3 separate regions of the Gossypium arboreum genome follow, and all the other regions are linked to region 3. A link is a contact called in public Hi-C data. All regions are on one chromosome and are shown on one strand. The core of a region is the stretch at or near the end of the contact, and the rest is flanking DNA. Distances in the headings are between cores, read along the strand shown. Region 1 holds the start of LOC108459970 (cyclin-D5-1-like). Region 2 holds the start of LOC108456301 (zinc finger protein AZF1). Region 3 holds the start of LOC108479638 (formin-like protein 6).

What was found. A called contact is a pair of places that touch in the nucleus more often than the background predicts.
Region 1: a Hi-C map of leaf shows a contact between it and region 3, with 4 times the contacts expected there. The contact joins the promoter of LOC108459970 here to the promoter of LOC108479638 in region 3. A contact is called at or near these places in 2 of 5 Hi-C or Micro-C datasets (both in leaf).
Region 2: a Hi-C map of leaf shows a contact between it and region 3, with 2.3 times the contacts expected there. The contact joins the promoter of LOC108456301 here to the promoter of LOC108479638 in region 3. A contact is called at or near these places in 2 of 5 Hi-C or Micro-C datasets (both in leaf).

The regions. Positions count from the first base shown.
Region 1 is chr12:41,230,170-41,233,603 of ASM2569848v2, reverse strand. It overlaps LOC108459970 (cyclin-D5-1-like), which reads left to right and starts at 2,037. Exons shown (of 5, transcript XM_017759364.2): 1 at 2,037-2,722; 2 at 2,809-2,895; 3 at 2,992-3,280; 4 at 3,366-3,434. The coding sequence starts at 2,474.
Region 2 is chr12:40,454,291-40,457,714 of ASM2569848v2, reverse strand. LOC108456301 (zinc finger protein AZF1) reads left to right here and starts at 1,485. Exons shown (of 1, transcript XM_017754899.2): 1 at 1,485-2,844. The coding sequence starts at 1,935. The coding sequence ends at 2,615. It overlaps LOC108454157 (glucan endo-1,3-beta-glucosidase 1), which reads left to right. Exons shown (of 3, transcript XM_053023236.1): 3 at 1-72.
Region 3 is chr12:40,759,285-40,762,344 of ASM2569848v2, reverse strand. It overlaps LOC108479638 (formin-like protein 6), which reads right to left and starts at 1,265. Exons shown (of 4, transcript XM_017782354.2): 1 at 1-1,265. The coding sequence starts at 948.

The DNA.
Region 1 (3,434 bases), core at 788-3,287, 470 kb before region 3:
TAATTATTGAAAAAACCACATCTAGGACGAACTTGAACAACATGGGCAACAATGTATATATGTTGATCTTGGACAAGGTTTTCAAATAATTAAAATTTTAAAAAATTATAAATTCTTTAAAATTATTAAGAATTATAAATAATTATAAATAATCATTACAAATTTAAAAATTATTAAAGCCATACATACACACATAACATATTTAAAGAATTCAAATACACATATACACATATATCTTTTTAATCAAGTTGATATTTTTAGTTAAACAAGTTGATGAGTACTATTTTATTAATTTCTTATAAGCAAAATGTGTATACATGTGCATACATAAATATATACAATAGTAACCTTTCATAATAACTTTCTATTATTAATTTTTAAAATTTAGTAATTATTTATAATTTCTTATGTTTTTAATCATTTTAAATAAATTTCTATAATTTTGTATGATTTTTATAATTATTTAAAATATCACTCCAAAATGAACCTAGAGTAATTGTTGTCAAAGGTCATTTGAATCTAAACATCCATTCGTCCATATCCATTTTGACCGTTGTTTTTAATCATTTTATAATTTTTAATTATTTAAAAATCATATTCAAGATGAACTCGGACAACCATTTGATCAAGTTCATCCGGATATGGTTTTTAAATAATTATTAGAAATTTTATTTATTTATTTATGGATTTTAATTTTAGAATTATTTATTTATTTATTTATTTATGGATTTTAATTTTTAAATATTTTTTATATGAAAAGCATGAGGTACACGTGGAACACCATGTATTAATGTATGATTGATCCGTTAGCCATGTTATCACTTAACAGTAGAAATGAATGAATTTTTTAACAAAAGAACCAATTTACTCTTTAATCTAACATACACGGACTAATTTGCTTATTTTTTGAGTAGATGAGGTAAAATGTAATCTATCTCCTACTATAAGGGCCTCCATGGTACTTTACATAATCCTACTCATCCTCTAATTCCACATCACTTACATTAAAAAAAATTTTAAAAAGCCAAATAATTACTTAGTAATACAACTGAATGGAATTTTTAATAGAATGATCTATTTGTACTTTTCTTCCTAATGTACAGGGGCTAATGTGTCGTCTTCTTCTTCTTCTTCATTTTTTTTTTGTAGAAGAATAAAATGCAATCAGACTTTTAGTATAGGGGCATCCATTGCACTTTTACCGAAATTATACGTTAAATTAATATTATTATACTTAATTGTTCTATTCATCTCTAGTGCATGGAATAAAAATAATACACTTTGATAAACCATTGGAAATTTTATTTTATTTTGAATATTTTCATTTCATTGAAAATGAAATTTTTAGCATTTATTATTTCAAATGTGTTGAATAATCAATTTTAATCTTTTACATAATATAAAATTTTCAGTAAAAATAAGGTTGAATAAGATAAGTAAGTTGTACTTATCGCTTAAGCTAGAAAAGTATTAAATCAGTTTTATTTTATTAAAATTAAAATGAAATATCTCTTTAAAATGAGATATTCAAAATACTATATTTATCTTTTATCTAAAACAATTTAAAATAATATAAATATTATATTAATAAAATTAATAATTAATAATTAATAATATTTTAAAATCAATATTTATATTTATCAAACATCACAATTATATTTAATAGTTATATTTACTAATTTACCAAATAATATTCTAATATAAATTCATCATTTATAAAATTTAAGAGTAAAATTTCAATACTTAAAATTTTAATTATGGCATCATTTAAACCTAGTAGGAGTTTCATTATTCCACTAACAATGGCCGTGTATAGGATACTTTAGTAATAATTATACAATACCTTTGACCCGTATGCTACCAACATAAGCAGAATCTCCCAAAAGATGCAGAGAATTGAGGGAGAGAAGCGCGTAAGAGTGGGGTGCATGATTAGTTTCCTACGGTGCACGATTAGTTTCCTACGGTGCACACTCACCGTAACTGCCAAATAACGCCTATTTCTCTCTTATATCTCGTCCGCTGATTTTGGCGGCACCAAAACCGCGACTCTCATCATCACCTTCCCTTTTCCCGCTTTTTCACTCCTCACAACTCAAATCTCTTTTTAGGTCATTTTGGTTTAGTTGGATTCTTTAGATTTTTTAAATTATTTATTATACTCAATTTGATTTTTAATATTTTATATTATTTTTAGTTTTAAATTTCTATAATTATTCGACAAAATGAACGTCTTTTGAATATTATTTTAAATATAAAATACTTATTTTTACGCCATAAAAATTAAAATGATTTATAAAGTAAATAAAAAATTAAATTGGGGACTCCCATTCTCTAGGATTTTCCTTAATCTCCTCAGACGTGTATTCAACACTCTACATATATACTACTAGTTGTAGCCTTGTAGGAAATAAACGACCAAACCCATGTTTTGTTTTTCTTCTTTTGGTTGAGATTTGAAGTCCACAGACAAATGGGGGAGTTTGAGAGTTACTTTTCTTGCTCTAATCTCTTGTGTCAAGAAACTGAAGAAGAAGTTTCTTTTTCTGAAACAGAAGCTGAAGACGATGAAAATCTTTACTTGAATGATAAGGATGATGATGATGAATATATTGAGAAGTTGATTCAAAGAGAAACTTCTTGTATCTCTGATTATCCCATTACCATTCGAAACAAATGGCCGCAATGTGCTCGCTTGAATGCTATTGAATGGATGTTTAATGTTTGTATTTTTTCTGATTTTTCTTTATTTATTATTTTCCTTTTTAGTAGGGATGGTTCGATGAAACATTTTTTTCTTTGATCTAGACAAGAACACTCTTTGGGTTTCAAATCCATACAGCATATCTGTCTGTAATGTACTTGGATCGATTTCTCTCAAAGAAATCCATTGATGTAAGCCCCTTTTTTTTTTTTTCTTTTATTGTTCAAGCAATGGTCAAATGAAAGGTTTCTCGTTTGTGTTTGTAACAATGTATTTTTGGATGTTAGGATGGGAAGTTGTGGGTTATTCGATTGTTGTCGGTGGCGTGTTTATCATTAGCAGCAAAAATGGAAGAGCGCAGAGTACCTGTTTTATCAGAATATCCTATACAAGATCACTTTGAAAACAAAGTGATTCAAAGAATGGAGTTATTGGTAGTCAGTACTTTGGAATGGAAGATGAGTACAATCACGCCCTTTGCTTATTTATCTTACTTCATCCATAAATTTTATGGTGAATCTAAACCTAAAGGATTAGTCTCAAAAGCTCTGCATCTTATTGTGCTTATGATAAAAGGTAATTCTAAAAATCCAGCTTTGAATGTAGTTATGAACTTAGCTTTGTATGCTTATGTTTACGAATAGATCTTTTTGATGTGCAGAAATCAATTTGGTAGATCATCGATCATCGGTTATTGCTGCAGCTGCGGTGTTAGCCGCTTCTTCTGATA
Region 2 (3,424 bases), core at 236-2,735, 300 kb after region 3:
TGTAGCAAGTTGGAGTTAGAAGATCCAGTTTATTTATCCTATGACTCATTTGACTTTGATTCCGTATATAAATGCCCTCCTAATAATGTTAAAGAGTTTATGTGGGCCGAAAAGTCCATAAATGGATATTTAGGAGATATATCGCCCCGAAGTGTCCATTATACAACAGAAGTAATTGGGCTTGCTATAGAGGCAGGTCATACCTCCAAAACACCCAATCCCCAAAATTTGGTCACCTTAGTAATTTTTTTTATCACTTAATTATGACAAGTTATATAACAGTTATTTAATTATGCGATTTTTTTGTTACTAGTCGATAAATGGTAATAGAAAAAAATGATAATTTTTAAAATTTGCATGATAGAAGTTTTAACTATTGATATTTTTATATATTGTGTCAATTTAATCTTAATTTTTTAAAAAATTACTTTTAATTTTACACATTATATAATTTAATTTTTTAATTTTGTTTTTTTACCTTTCACCTAAAAATTAAAATAACAAATTTAAAATTTTTTATTGTTTAAATTATTTAAAATTAAAATTTATTCTTCCATTTAAAAGTTCTGTTATTAGTTCATTCACATTACTCTTGTATATAAATAAATGCACATTTGAAGAATAACATCCACCTCGCTTTTATCCTTCCATAAATTTCTTTACCTCTTCAATTGCTTGAACCCTAGCAAAACATAGTTCCCATGTGGTGCCGTACTACTACCGAGCCATGACGTTGCCTGCCGCCGCTCGTGAACTGAATGAATAATTGACTTGTCGGCAACAACCAAACAACATGACTTGTTCAATCGGGTAACTACCTCTATGAGCTGCCCCAATTTGTTCCAAGTATAGCAACTAAATGTCTAATAATAAATAAAACAAAAACAAATTTATTGAGCCTACGTCTTGACTAAGATTCCAGCAAACCAGTCATTTTCATGTATTTGAATATAAAGAAGTGGTATTCTTGTACACCTCATTATATTGGAATACCTTTAAACAAAGCTGTTTTTTTCTTTTTTTTTGTAGTAATAAATTCAATTTTATTTTCTTGCTATATACGATCTACTTTGAAAGTTCCTATATTGAGATAAAGACCGAGGTGAAGAGTTGAATAACCCGATCTTTTAGATAAGCTAAGGTAACTAAGGTCATGGTCTGAGGTCCACGTCGAGCAGGCTAGCAAAGGCTTGGCCCACACATTGCAGGGTTTGTGATGGGTGCACTGCTTGACCCCCCGCTCATCACTCGCCGGTTGTTAGACAGGTGAGCTAAGGACAAATGGACCACCCCAAGTAATTTCCTGATGACTCAACTAACTAGAAAAGTCGCAGCCGCGGTTACCAATTGACACGCCTTACTATAAAAATCAAACTACCATAAAAGCCAAGTTAAGTTCCCACTATGCCACTTCTTCTGCTGTTGGTGCAACACGCTGAACACACCCATCCAAGACCATTTCAATTTTAAAACACATTACAGTCGGATTCGGCCATTACCTTTTCAACCATATCCCATGTTTCCACTACTAAACACACACTTCCACCTTATCATCGTATGTGTGGGGGAAGTTAAATATTGAAGTAGCAACTTCCCTAGTATTTTACCAAACAAACGTACGGAAAGTTCCTGTTGAAATTACTGCAAGAATAAACAAAGTCTTGATTGTTGACTTAGAAACAGTCACCAGTTTGAAGACAACACCAATTTATTACTATAACAACCCAATCCACACTCCACTCAACCAATGGACGACGACATGCAAACATAAAACTTTCTTCAACCTGCTCATTCTCAGTCTCCACTTATTAAGCACTTTCTTTCCATGCTTCCCTTCTATTCCTTGTTCCTCCCAATATAAAAACCATTCCTTTGTTCACTCTAAACGCTCACTCCAAGCCAACCCCAACTCCCCATTGAAAAACCTCTCTTGAATGGCTCTTGAAACGTTGAATTCTCCAACTTCAGCCCCTCCACTGCTCCACCATGATGATACAGTTGACTACCACTGTGTTGAGCCATGGACAAGGAGGAAAAGAACAAAAAGACCCAGAACTGAAAACCCGCCAACGGAAGAAGAATACTTAGCTCTTTGCCTTCTCATGCTGGCTAAGGGAACCACCAGGAACAACCCCTCAGGCTCAGCTGCCGCCAAAAACTCCCTCAATCATAACTACAAGTGTGAAGTTTGTAACAAATCGTTTCCAACTTATCAATCTTTAGGGGGACACAAGTCCAGTCACAGGAAATTTGTTGGAGCTGATGAAGACTCCACAACCACCGCTGCTGCTGAAGATAAATTCACCGCATCCACGACGGCTACAAATTCACATGCCATGATCAGCAACCAAGGTGGCAAGACACACACGTGTTCCATCTGTTACAAGACGTTTTCTTCAGGTCAAGCCTTGGGAGGACATAAAAGATGCCACTACGAAGCTGGCAGCAACAATAATAACAGCGGTAACGATGGTGTTAAATCCTGGAGCCAGAGTCAACGTGACTTCGACTTGAATTTACCTGCTGGACCAGATGAAACAAGTATGGACGTTCTTAGACAAGATAAATTTTGCCGCAACGATGAAGAGGTCGAGAGTCCGTTTACCGACGCTTAAGCACGGAAGCTGCAAGGTTTATTGAATGTTTTGTAAAAAATCAGATTTAGATTAGGTGAATGATTGGAGTGGACTTTGTTGTTGTTTATTTTAGTCTTTTTCTTTTTCAATTTAATTGGCATGTTTTAACGTTATTTATTTATTTACTTTTTTAGCTCTCTCTTGGTTTTGTTGATGTACATGAGGATTAAGGTCATTATAAAATATTTGTTTGTTTGGTATTGAAAAATTTTATATGCTCATGTCTTCTTCTTAAATTTGTTTATGATTTAAAGTAAAATTTTGGAAATTTATTTTGGTAATTTAAATTAAAGCTATAGCTTATTCTAATTGTTTCATTTCTTTGTATAACCATTTTAATAAACCACGGAAATAAGAAAACCCATCAATGATACCCTGAAAAAGTTAACTTTTCTAGATAGGTATTAAGTTTTATAGGGTACTGATGTCATTTCAAGTGCATCCAATACATACAAAGTTTGAAGTGTGTCCAAGTATTTGTTGATAAAAATTTCAATTCAGAAAAAAAATAAAATTGTTATAAAAATAGGTTATCCGTTTTATACAAAATTACTTATTGAAAAAAATATAGAATTTTTTTATAAATTTAATAATTATAAACGAAAATTGTTGTTGAAAACAAATGCTAGAACTTGCCTCTCCTCCTGTATGATATTCGTATGAGTTTCAATGTAATACCATAGCACGGATTCTTCAAACATGTGACAAAGAAGAAGCATTTCTCTTTCCATTCTTCCCTACCCTCCTTCCCTGAAGCTTTTGTCATTCCCATCAAGTCTGATCACTAT
Region 3 (3,060 bases), core at 16-2,515:
CTGCTGCTTTATTGAAGGGATAATAACACGCTTCATTTCGGGTGAAGAAGCCAAAAGCCTTGTTTTTGGAGATGTTCTTTTGGAACGAGGACGACCAGAATTAGTATTCCCATTCATTTCTGTCTTGGCCGGAGTCACCAAACCGCCACTAATCGAACGTGAAGCCGGAGTATAATAGCTTTCTTCATTGCTAATAGTTGAGCCCTGGGGGGTATAAAAACCAGTCCCCTGACTCTCTTCACCAGAAGAAGATGATGAAGGTGACATTGCCGTGGGTGAACAATTCTCAAATGCAGGAGGCTTAGCCAAAGGAGGCAATGGCTGCAGTTCAGGACTTGGCCTATACCGATCCCATCTCTTCCCTGAGTTCAATTTATGATAAGGTGAACCATTGGCTCCTCCGTTCACTTCACTCACCGATCTCCTCATTGGCTCCACTGTTCCAATGTAAAGAAAACTGGAAGGTGGCACCCCGGAATCTTCCTGGAACCTCTCCGAGTTCCCTCCAACAAGCTTCTGGGTATCTCCAGGGTGTTTAGCCCTATGACGGTACAAGAAGAAAGCAAGTCCTGATAACATTCCCAAGGTTACAATCCCCACAGAGATTGCAATTGCAACTCTTTTAGCTGGTTTGGTGGGTTGTGTTGCGGTTGGGATTGGGATTGAGCCATTGGCCGCTGCAGCTGGTGGTGTAGATTGTTGATTCTGATCTGGGGATTGCTGACCTTCAGGGAAGAATGGCTGAGTTGGGTCAGGCGGCGGAGGAGACGGTGGAGGTATAGAATTGTCGGTCCCTGGAGGTGGGGCTGAACCAGCTGGAAATAATGGTTGGTGTAGAATTCTTCTATAAATGATAAAATCCTCAATTACAGAAACAGCAGCTTTTGATGTTGGTGAAGACAATGGTAGTAAGATGAAAAAGAGGAGAATATGATAAGCTGCTCTCATGCTGAATTTTTCGGGTCCAATGTTGTTTCTCCTTTTTCTCAAAATTCATCTACGGGGGAAGACATGACTTTGCTTCTCCGTTCCTTTCAACCCTTGGCAAAGAAAAGATAAATAATTAATTAATTAAAAGAAAAAAAATAGCACTTTATTTAATATTAAGAGAAAGAAGAATTGGAGTTGTTTAGTCAGGGGAAGCTTCTTTTTGATGCAAGATCTGGATGCCAAGCAGATGAGTTCAGCCATAGCCCAATTTTACTAATTTCTAATTTTTCCTATTTACCGGAGGTGGAGGAGATATGGGATTTTTCTTATAATCATATTATCTACCTAAAAACAATTTAGATTATCTAAATTAAAATTATGTATTTACTCGTATGTAATATAGAAGAGAAAAGAAGTAAAAATGAAAATTAATAACCTTTTATACTGTTGTTCAAATGAAGACAAGAAAAAGGAGCTTTTTTTTATATAAATAATTTTATTTTATTTTATCATTTAATATTTTTGGTTAATTACCTGACACTCGATGTAATATGACAATTTTGTGGGTTAAAGAAATTATAAATAAAAAAGGTGACTGCTTTTCACTTTATAAGTAAATAATTTTTAACAGTGTATTGTTTTAGACAAAGATGGTAGCTTTTAAAGAGTAAATACATTTAGGTTTTATGAAGTGACTTAACTTTTTTTATTAATAAAATTAATCTCATAAAATTATATTCTTTATATTGTGGGTACCACGTATGAAATGAAAAAAAAAACAGATCTGAGAAGACAGAATAAACTTTTTAGCATATTGAGTGGGTTTAGATCAAAAGTAAAAAGACGATGATGACCATGGAAATGGTGAAAATAAAATGACCAGGTTGGTATCCATTTTTGTCCAATTAATTTATCTAACTGTTTCATCTTTCGTCGGGATCGAGAAAATGCAGTGGCACATATTTTATTAAACCTTCTTTCTCGCTTTGGTGCCATTAAATCTCTGTGCCCACTCCCTACTTTACTACTTTATTTAAAGCCTAAGCCCTAAGGTAAGATGTTGAAATCTTTATAAATGATGAAATTGAGAAAATTTTTCTTTTCAATTTGATGAAGATAATAATCTTTTTAAATATATAAAACTCTTAAAATAATTTCTTAAAAAGTTAAAGAAATGATCTATATTCGAAGATTGATGGATTGCTAAAATTGTATATAAAGATGGATTTAAACGGTTACAAATTATTAGGTTGAGTGAAATGATATAAGTTTGAAATATTAAAATTGATATTATTAAAACGGATAATTCTCACATAAATTATAAATTGGAAATTAATAAATAATAAAAACTTTTAATTTAACTTTAATAAATTTATATTTAAATCGATTAAATCTTATTTTAATTAATATCGATATTATTATAAATGTTAAAAATTAAATTTTATCGAGTAATTTTAGAAGTTGTATAAATATATATATATATATATATATATTTAATTCAACATTTTTATTAACATATGAACTCAATTCATCCTGATCTAAAATCATCTAAATTAACCTTTCTCAAAAGCAAGTTAATATAATAAAACACTAGATCAATATAAGCAAAAATTTAAAGGAACAGAACACTTACCACAACAAAGAAAAAGCAGCCAAATTTATGAGAAGAGTAGCAAGTATTTGGATGGAAATAGAAGAAGATGGCAGCCCACTAATCAGCAGAATCTATTGAATAAGCAATCGGCAGCAACTTTGAAATAATGAAGTCAATAGCAACGCCAATTAGATGGCAAATAGGAGTGAAGTTTCTTTAGAAAGAAAGATTGAAGCAAAAAGCAAGTTAATTGAGGAAGTAGCAAAGGAAGCAGCTGAAACAAGTTTAGCGTGGCAAATAGCAAATCGAGGAAGACTGGAGCAGCATATTCGAGGGACAAATAGCAGTTGTGCATTGGAGGCTGATTGAATAAATATTTGCAAATATTGAAGCAAACGGTAGACCGAAAGAATTGTGGCAAACGATAGAATTTTTTTCGAGTAGATGCAAATATAACAACTTGGAAAACTGAAGCTCTGTCGGCAAAGGAAGGAAATAAAGAAAGATTTTAGGTTACTTGATTCTTGGTTTTCTCT